Linked DNA regions of Mus musculus: region 1 is linked to region 2. Evidence: chromatin contacts called from public HiChIP or PLAC-seq data. All regions are on one chromosome and are shown on one strand. Each heading gives the region's core, a stretch centred on a gene start, on an enhancer-like site or on the middle of the called end of the contact. The rest is flanking DNA. Distances are from core to core; before and after follow the strand shown. Region 1 overlaps Gm38899 (a long non-coding RNA gene). Region 2 overlaps Vwf (Von Willebrand factor).

The links. HiChIP or PLAC-seq counts read pairs in DNA pulled down with a chosen protein or histone mark.
Region 1: a contact with region 2 is called in an H3K27ac HiChIP or PLAC-seq map of embryonic fibroblasts, with 8 times the contacts expected there. The contact joins two enhancer-like sites. A contact is called at or near these places in 2 of 115 datasets of contacts at active chromatin or transcription factors (astrocytes and embryonic fibroblasts) and 1 of 9 other capture datasets (embryonic stem cells).

The regions. Positions count from the first base shown.
Region 1 is chr6:126,483,928-126,488,848 of GRCm38.p6, reverse strand. Gm38899 (a long non-coding RNA gene) reads left to right here. Exons shown (of 5, transcript XR_869437.2): 3 at 569-680; 4 at 960-1,102; 5 at 2,348-2,580. Among named protein-coding and RNA genes, the nearest start is that of Gm38899, 28 kb to the left of the region's middle. Within about 2 kb of position 1,423, at least 25 of the 459 cell types and tissues checked have an H3K27ac peak or open chromatin away from gene starts, as enhancers often do. A contact at or near this core is called in astrocytes and embryonic fibroblasts, where this site is marked.
Region 2 is chr6:125,575,839-125,580,987 of GRCm38.p6, reverse strand. The region is part of intron 6 of Vwf (Von Willebrand factor); the gene reads right to left. Among named protein-coding and RNA genes, the nearest start is that of Vwf, 25 kb to the right of the region's middle. Within about 2 kb of position 3,492, at least 66 of the 459 cell types and tissues checked have an H3K27ac peak or open chromatin away from gene starts, as enhancers often do. A contact at or near this core is called in astrocytes and embryonic fibroblasts, where this site is marked.

The DNA.
Region 1 (4,921 bases), core at 174-2,673, 910 kb before region 2:
CTAGCCTTTTGTAAATATATTTTGAGTCTGAGTCATTATTCTGGAGGCTTGTGGCCAGGAAGAAAACAGCTCATTACAAACCTGTACCTAGATCAATAAACGGAACTTACCAAAGTTCAGAAGCCCAGTGTCTTCCCAATGACAGAATAGTCACATGTCTACAGAAGGAGGTGTTAATTGGACATCTTACATTGCTGTGGGTAAGTTTTAGTTGTTTCTGACCTTTCAGGTATGTATTATTCTGGGTGCGCTATATCTCTCATTTGACTTTACACTTGTGAGAGTCATCCATGATACAAGAGGATGGGTGCACTCATTTGCATATATGCCTCATGTCGCCTCATGTCCTTAACCCAACTTTGTATTTGGGGCTCCTTCCCAGAGTCTTGAGCATTTTTCTACAGAATGACTTCAATTCCCACATCATAGTATAAAGCATAATTAGACATTTAGTGAGCCCTTTACCAGTCTCCTGGTCTTTGGATTTCACGTTATAAATAAGATTTGTCATGATACTTTAGAAAGATTGATAGGACAATGGTAAAGTAATACTAATGTTTCAAAACAGCTACAGTCTTACTTGGAGTTCCACTCGGGCCATTCATCATCCAGTGGATCCAGAGCCTGTTCACGGGGTGCTGAGAACTACGGAAAATGACGTAAGAAGTTCTTCACGAAGGGTGAGAATGTCTACAGGCTGTTTTAAAATATTTCAAACACTATTTCAAAAAGAGAGACATTCTGTTCATGTATGTAACAGTCTGTTAAAAATCTGTAACAAGACCAAGTTCCATAGAAATTGAGTCTAGGTTGGTATCTAAGCCTGGATTAGAACCATGAATTTGATCCCACCCTCCAGGTTGCTTATGTAAGTCTGGTGGTGATGCACCTCAGTTCTGGATAGAGGTAGCAAGTATTTCTCCATGTCTTTGTTAATCATGAGATGATCTAACCCACAGATGGGCAGTCAGAACCACGACACAAGTGCCTGATGGCTCAGTGTACACTCCTTTCCAACGCCTCCACGCAAGTTCGATACTGTTGGAGCTCCTCTGTTTCCACTCAAGTTGGAGCGGTGCTTTGTCTCAAGTCTTGGAACTAGGTAACAGGCCGGGAGGGAGGAGACACGAAACGTTGCTAACGGTCCTTAGCAATTTCCTGGACCCAAAGCTTTCCTCAGTGATGTGTGAAGCTAAGCTGTCCATCCAGCTGTGCTACCCCGATTCGCTAAAGATGTGGAACTAAAACCCAGAAGCTAATCCCTCTATGGATCAACCTTAAAATGCAACAGATTTTTCAGAGATGATCGGGGAAATCTTTTTCTGAAAGGGGAGATGCCTGGATCAGATTCTTAAAGGAAGGAAAACAAAGCATACCTCGAAGGCTTAGCTGGGCAGAGAGGGTGCATGCTGGGAAGAAAGCGATGCTTTGTGGCATTTCCTGGATTCCTGACTCATACTTTCCTCCTGAGGTCAGGAGCGTCCCTTTCTCCTCCAGCAGCTTGCTTCTGGCACTAAGAAATCCAAGATAAATGAGACAGTCTGTGAACAGAGCCCCAAACAGCTGGCCATTGCTGGACACAACTACAATGGCTGGTCAAATGGGGACATCTGGTTCACGTCCCCAGAGATTTAATAATGGCAGAAAGACCAATAAAGATAATCCAATCAACCACTGGGACCAAAGCTCCCAGGAGCACAAAGCTGGGCTGGGGAGGTTGGGTTTCTTTTCCATGGGAGCCAAGGGAAGAGAGGGGCAGGTGAGCCAGCTGTGGGCTTGAGCCTCTCATGCCTGCATTGTTGGTCTCTTTGACCATGAGGGAAAATCTCAAGGAAAGCTGGGGGGGGGGGGGTTGTTCCTGGAAGAGTGTGGGAGATTTTTCACATTTATAATTTGGGGGCACACTCATATCCTGATCCTCTATAAACTCAGGGCCATGGGAATTGTTAACCCATCATTTGATGGATATTTATTCTACATGACCCGGTGTAAAGACTCTTAGCTAGGGGTGGATTTGGGACAGGAAATGACTTCTCTGCTAGTGTTGGTGCTTGTAAGAAAGTGCTGCTCTCTCTGTATATTCACTTTTGCAAATGGAACATGAAGACAATAGTTTGTATCTCCTAGGACTGTTAGGGACATGGTACAAAATCATGGGCGAGCTTAGCAGAAATACGTGATGTTCACATGATCATCTGTGATACTTAGAACCAAGAGTCTGCTCTGTTATGACAGATGGCACAGAGAACAGAAACTCACTGAAGGTTCTAATATCTTTTGTTTGGCCTCTGGTCTCTTATTCTTAGATTTATTTAATCTTTTTTTTTTTTTTTTTTTTTTTTTTAAGATACAGGCTGGGTGTGGTGGCACACACCTTTAATCCCAGCACTTGGGAGGCAGAGGCAGAGGCAGGTGAATTTCTGAGTTCGAGGCCAGCCTGGTCTACAGAGTGAGTTCCAGGACAACCAAGTCTATACAGAGAAACCCTGTTTCGAAAAACCAAATAAATAAATAAATAAACAACCAAATACAAAAAAATAAAATAAAAATAAAAAATAAAAATAAAAAGATATAGGTAAATAGGCAAGTGAGATGTTATTTTATCATTAATCAGCTTTCTGATACCATAACAAGATACACATGATAATTAACTTACAAAGACAAAGGGCTTCCTGAAGCTCGTGTTTTTAGAGATTCTCACCCCAAATCAGATGTAAGGCAAAGAAGAATCCAGGGATGTGTGACTATATTTGAGGTAAACTTCCCACTGATGTTAGAAGAGCTCCCATTAGATACTCCCTTCCTACTTCAGGTTTCCTCTTCTCAACAGTGTCCTTCTGTGGACCAAGCCCTCACTGGCCTGAACTTCTATTCCTTACAGAGGGACCAGTGAGCAAAAGGCTGACGAGAAGGAAACAGGGATCAATGGGATAAGATTAAATCTGAGGCTAGCAAGGACAGGTTCAGACCTAGGCCTGGAACCAGCCAACCTCAAAACTTGGAAGGAGGCCACCATTTGTTCTCAAGAGGTGCAAGTAACCTTCAGCTTCCGTGGATTCTGTAGTGAAGGTATGAGAGCTGAGGCCAGCAGTTCATCTTCGTTTTCTCTGACTCTCTATTCTCTCTGGACACCTCCACCATGGGAATTCTTCCCCAGGAGAGTCATGTAGGCTTAATAAAATACTTTTAGTTTTTGATGTATGTGCCATATGTTATGTATGTGTTGTGTTTGTATGTATGGTATGTATGTAAATTGTGGTATATATGTGTGTTGTATTGCATTATGTATGTGATACACTATGTGGTGTGGTATGTGTGTATGAGTATCTGTATGTATATGAGTCTGTGTGTGTGTGTGTATGTATATGAGTCTGTGTGTGTGTGTGTGTGTGTGTGAGTATGTATGAGTGTGTATGTGTTTTGTGTATGGCTGTGTTTGTTTTTGTGTATTTGTGTATAAGTGTGTACATATGAGTGTGTGTGTGTGAGTGTGTGTGTTGTGTGTGTATGTTTGTGTGTGTGGTTATTATTTGGCCCTAGTGATTTGGCCTGCAGAGAATATGGTTTTAGAGAGAGCTTAGTGTTAAATAGCCAAAAGGGCCCAGTCACAAGGGCCTCTTTGACTCACAGGAGCATGACATGAGAATGACCCCTTCATTTCGCTTGCTCTGTTAAGGGCATATTTGTCAGTGAGACCATGAGTCAGAGGACAGGGTCTCTCCTAAACTAAAAATAGAGCCACAGGGACAAAGAAAGCAAGGGAGAGGCTGTGGTTTGACCTTTCCTGCTTGAGAACTTGCGTGTGGCACAGGGTGAGTAAAAGTGGAGTGTGCAGGGAGAGGCACTCCCCTGGCTGCCTGCAGAGGGCATCTTCATGAGTGCCCAGTAGGGAGGCTTGGTGTGTGTGTGTGGGGGGGGAGGGGTGGTGGGGGTCGCTGAGAAGCACAAGCCATCGTGTCTTCCCCTTCCTCTTCACCAGCATAGCCACTGCTTCACAGCCAGGGGGAGCAGAGGGAGATGTCTGCCACCTGTGCATCATAGAGCATGCAGCCCCCCCCCCCCCCAAATTCAGTCTCTGACTTCGGATTCCTTAGAGGCAGCGTATGTTCTATAGTATCCTAAACAGGAACACAGCCCGGAGCAGTGAGGAGACATCACATGACGACCAAGCCATCAAAATGTGACAGAAGTATGTCCTGTGTCATGGAGCACTCCAGGGATATAAGGCCACTCACTATGTGCTGAGTGTAATGATAGACCATGCCCTTTAGTCCCTCTGACATATGGGTCTCAAATGCCACCTTGGCAACTTTCCCCATCGTATGTAGGTAGATGAGCGCCAAGGGCAAGCAGCCTTGCTGGTAAAGTCTAAAGTTTCTGGAGGTCACATGTTCTACCTCTAGCCCAACAGCAAGTGTTTTATGTGTTTCCCACCATATGCTCATCGCAGTAACTTAGAAGTCTCTGGAAATCAGGCCACAGAGGCAGTAGAATAAAAGGAGAAGAATGAAACATTGCCTCTACTCAGTTTTCCACTCACGAGGCTCCTGCTTCACACACACACACACACACACACACACACACACACACACACACACACACACACCTACACCTGCATCTTTCCTTGTGTCTTCCCCTCTCTGCTCACCTGGGAAACCATGCCTGCCTGTCCCTCCTGTTCCACAGCTTTGCACAGGGAGCCCTCCATCTGTGCATCAACCTATGGGACTCTCTCCTCTCCTTCAACTTCCAAATATGTGTCCCCCGAGTTTCTCAGTCTTATTATTCACAAGAGGCTTGTTCTGTTGGCTGCTATTATTTTGTGGGATTCCTTGTCCTATGCACTTTGGGATGTATGAGGGCTTTCTAAGCTTCCCAATTCAAGGTAAATTCAAGGCAAACATCTTACCCTCTCTGAAGC
Region 2 (5,149 bases), core at 2,243-4,742:
AAGAGAAATGAGCTGGACTCTCTCTCATACTTGAATCTCCTTAAGCAAGGTATCAAGGAAGAGTCATAAGCCTGAGAAGCAATGCGTTCTCTTTCTTTGTTCTGTGTTTGTCTGTCTTTCTGTTTGTTTGAATGTCCATTCTAGACAGAGTTTCTCTGTGTAGCACTGGCTGTCCCAAAACACACTCTGTAGACCAGGCCAGCTTCGAAGTCAGAGATCTGTGTGCCTCTACCTCCCAAGTGCTGGGATTAAATATGTGTGCCACCACCACCTGGCAAATTCTATTATTTCTTTAATTGATTAATGTTTTAAAAGTCCCTGTTTTAATGCCCAATATGTTAAATTGGGCAAGAACTATAACAGGAATAAACAAATTGGAGCCTCAGTTAATTGTTCAGGGTTAAAAGGATTCCTGACACTGAGCAGCCTGAGGGACCCCGGACAAACGTGCGATAGCCAGGCTTGAGGCTGGGCTGTGCTCTGAAGTTGGTCACTTGTCACCAAGCCACTGGTCAGAGTGAGTCAGGGATGCCGTGGTCACAGATTCAACCAAAACTTTAAAATATCTGGGCAGATGATTACATACAAACTGAACATGTACCCACCTTTTGTTCCTTTTTGTTATTCCCTCAATATAGTCTGAGAATTATCTACATACCATTTACCATGAATTGGGTATAATAATCTGCAATCATTTAAAGCATATGAGAGGAGCTAGCTCAGTGGGTAGGGCACCTGCTGCACAAAACTGATGACCTGAGTTTGATTCCCAGGACCCACATTAAGGTGGAAGAAGAAAACTGACTCCTCAAGTGTCCTTAGACCTCCACATGTGCCCTGTGGTACATGACCCACACATAGACATCACATGACCCACACAGAGATATCACATGACCAACACATAGATATCATATGACCAACACACAGACATCACATGACCCACACATAGATATCACATGATCCACACATAGGCATCACACGACCAACACATAGATATCACATGACCAATACATAGACATCACATGGCCCACACACACAGACATCATTCTTCTCACTCTTCTCTCTCTCTCTCTCTCTTTCTCTCACCGTGTGTGTGTGTGTGTGTGTGTGTGTGTGTGTGTGTGTGTTATACACAAAAACAACAACAGGGGCTGGAGAAATGGCTCCACAGTTATGAACACTCACTGCACTTGCAGAAGGCCTTAGATCAGTTCCCAGCACCCACATGATAACTTACGACCACCTGTAATTCCAGTTCCAGGAGACCCAATGTCCTCGCTAGGTCTCTAAGGCTACTACACACACACACATACAATTTAAAAACAAATAATACATGCAATCATCTTTTTAAAGTAACACAGTAATTTCTAAATAAAATTAAGTAGACAGGAGGATATGGACAGGCCGTAACTAGTGGGCTTGCCATTTTATATAAGAGACCTGGGCATCGAAGTTTAGATGACAGTATAGCAAACATGGGGTTCTAGAAGCATGGATGGGCTAGAAGGCCAACTCTATCATGTTTAAAGCACATGACCTAAAGAAAAATTTTTTAAGAAAGCATTCTTTTTTAAAGACGTATTTATTTATTTTATGTGAGTACACTGTAGCTGTCCTCAGACACACCAGAAGAAGCCATTGGATCCCATTACAGATGGCTGTGAGCCACCTTGTGGTTGCTGGGAATTGAACTCAGGACCTCTGGAAGAGCAGTCAGTGCTCTTAACCGCTGAGCCATCTCTCCAGCCCAACCTAAAGAAACGTATCTCTGTTTTCCACGCTTCTCAGCTATAGGAAAAGACTCAGCACAGCCCAGTGTCTTCTCCCCCTTCTTAGTCGTGACTCAACTTCCAGCTTCCACTTGGGCATGGCGACTGGGAATGAAGATTCCATGTTCTGCCTGTCTGAGGCCAGGAGCAGCCACAGCACTTGGCTGTCCCGGCCCAGGAAGACAGGAGAAGGAAGATTCACTACACCTCCAGCGCGGTCCTCTGATGGAGCTTCCTGTCTTGTCTCTTCTCCTTCCACTGCTGGCATGTCACTGTGGTGCCAGGTGTTTGCATGGCCTCTTAGACTGTAAGCTACAAGTTCCATCCTGACGGCAACAGAGAATCAGACAGGACCACCCTAGACTCTACCAGCACGGGGGATTCTTGCCTAGCTCTGGGCATCCTGCCCTGAGCTGCCCTGAGAGAGAAACACACTAACTACAAGCCATGGTTGCCATGACTGTCTTGCCACTCTTGAGTGGATCTACATAGGTAGCAATCCTTGCTACAAAACAAATTAAATGAAGGCGTGGGGAGGCAGCCTGCAAGTGCTCCCCACCGCTACCACTCGCCTGCTGTCTGCACAGGCTTCACTTTGGCTCTCTGCTAAACCATTCTGGCAGGGACACAAAATGAAGGTCAGCTAATTTGCACTTCCAGCATCTCCTGGCTCCAGTGCCTGGCACCAGCTACTTCTGTCTTGTTTCATCTCCTGTCGGTGGTGTCGGAAGCTGGCAGAGAACTGCAGCCCTGACTCCATCAATCCACGACTTCACCCTCCTGCACAGGAGTACAGACCCAATTGTGGCCCATCCTAATCCCATTTTCAGTTCATCAGAAGAGGCCAGGCCTCTTCCCTGGGGATGTTAGGCCCCATCCAGGGAGGGGAGAGAAAGCAGGAGAATCTCCCCAGGGGGGTATGCCGGCAAGGCAGGATTAAAAGCAAGAGCCAGAGGTCTGCAGCTACGCAATTGTTTCTTCTCAAACAGCTGACAAAGGAGAAGAGGGGGGAAGGGAGGGGATGAACATTCCTAGGCCTGGAAAGAATAAAGAAAGGAGAGAAAAGTATAAGAAGCGCAAGTTGTTTGCTGGGCCCTGATATTTCCAGCTCCAGAGTAGGCGGCAGGAGGCCTCCTGTGGGCCCGCCCCTTGGAGGAGGTGTGGAGGCGCCTAGAAGCTGAACTGGTCTAAAGCAGTGGGTTCAAGAATTCACTCAGAGCCCGCCAGTGGTGGTGCATACTTTAATCCCAGCACTTGGGAGGCAGAGGCAGGTGGATTTCTGAGTTCGAGGCCAGCCTGGTCTACAAAGTGAGTTCCAGGACAGCCAGGGCTACACAGAGAAACCCTGTTTCGAAAAACAAAAACAAAGACAAAAACAAAAACCTCAGGGCAGAGGATAGTTCCCCAATCAGTCAGCCAGGGATGGATTCAGGGATGGATGGGGTAAAAGGAGATCACTGAGTCCACTTATAACCGCTGGCTGCTCTGGGGTTCTTATCCACATTCCAAGTTTCCGACTCATGGTCAAGATTCAGATCTCCATCCTGGCTCATACCAACCCCATCACAGGGATGGGGTTTGTGAAGGTTCCTCTTCTTAAGCTAGTGAGTATCATGAGTGAGACGCTCGTGATATGCAGGATGGCTATATAACCTAGTAGAAATGCCCGTGTCCACTAGGCGCTTTCTCACTCTGCCCCAGCCTCTTGGGAACATGAGTAGTTCTCAGAATCAGAGCAAGACTCTGGCAGCCAGACGAAGAGTCAGGCAGTGTCCACATAAGAAGCATAGCTCTAACCTCAGAGGGGATTTAAAAACGTTTATTCTGAAGCCAGCTATAAATGATCGTGGCTCTGGAACACAGATTCGAAATACTTCAAATTCCATGTTCCGATGTAGTTAACAGTTTCATCACACTGTTATTGTAGTAACCGAACAAAGAAAGCATACATTAAGGCACTATGCAAAGCCATTGGTGGAAACATCGTGTGGGCGGGTTAGAGCAGACTCTGCTTAGCCTTTTGGTTGGTGGAACCTGGTGATCTGCTAAGTGAATACATTCCAAAAGGGTCTATCTGTCAACCACAAGGATGTAAGAAGTGGACAAGAGATGGCTATTTAGAGAGCCAAAGATAACCCAAGATAAAGTGGAATCGGGCTCTGGAACTAAACCATTCCAAGCCCTCCATGATCACTGAGGTCCTAATCACCCCATCAGCCTTGCAGAAGGGCATTGGGAGGTGTGGCTTCCCTCTGGGGACTTTTGCCCACAGTATTATTCCCTGAGGTGCAGTTCAGAACTTACCCAAGCTCTTGAATAAACAGCCCAGCATGGACCGGTCTACATATCCTGCTCACAGCAAGAAAAATCACCAGCTCTGTGACAGCAATCAATCACCTGAGCTGCCTGTCACTTACCACCCATCAAGCAATTTGTCACCTACTGACCCCCAGGCACTGCTGTTCTCCTTCATGATGGGTTAAGTTCTCTTGTGTGCCCGGTCCTCAGATCTCTACCTTGTAAGCCTTACACAGTTTCAGCAGTGCCTGACCCATACAAAACATCTCAGTGTGTTCTGATGGGACCTATTCCATTCTTTGCCTACTCTTATCCTCCCTGGAAGAGGGCAAAGGAAAGGAAACATCTGAGAAACACCCATCCTTCAGTAGCCATGGAGAACTGCTTCTAGGACCCTCCTCTCATATCAGAATCTATGAATGCTGGGTCCCCCATTGGAACCCCACACATCTTCAAAATGCTTTAAACACCGTCTAAATTACTTATACTACTAGCTATGGTATAAGTGTAGGGAAATAGTTGTCACCACACATTGTTTAAGGAATGATAAGGAAAAAAACAGTGCGTTCAGAACAGGTAAGATTTTCCTACAATGGAGCCATGGATACAGGATAACTGCATTTTGTTACAGACCCTGGGGTTTGCTGTAATAGGGAGAAATTGATGCTAGGACTTTATCCAGCCCTCCTAAGGGTTTGCCCAAAAGGCAAAATGCCAGCCCACCCAAAGGAAATCTTTGAAACCTCATAGCAAATAAAGCAGGACCACCATAGGCCACCTCCATGGCTGTCACCATCACCATGGCCACTTAGCTCTTCTCTGGAGCTGCTCTTAAGTGGACAACATATTGAATGTAAAGGAAAGGGTTTTCTTATTTGAGTGTTCAGTAAAGGAGAGCCCGAAGGAGGGGGACACTGAGAGGCAACGCAGGAAAAGAACCCAGGTGAGGATAAGAAGGGGGTGAACCCAAGACTACTTCCTGGTCCTAGACATTCCTTGTATAAGTCCTCATTCCTTACTTAGCCTTTTGGTGAGTCGGGAAAGACTTGAGAAGTAGCTCGTGTTGCCAAAGGGAAATGTAT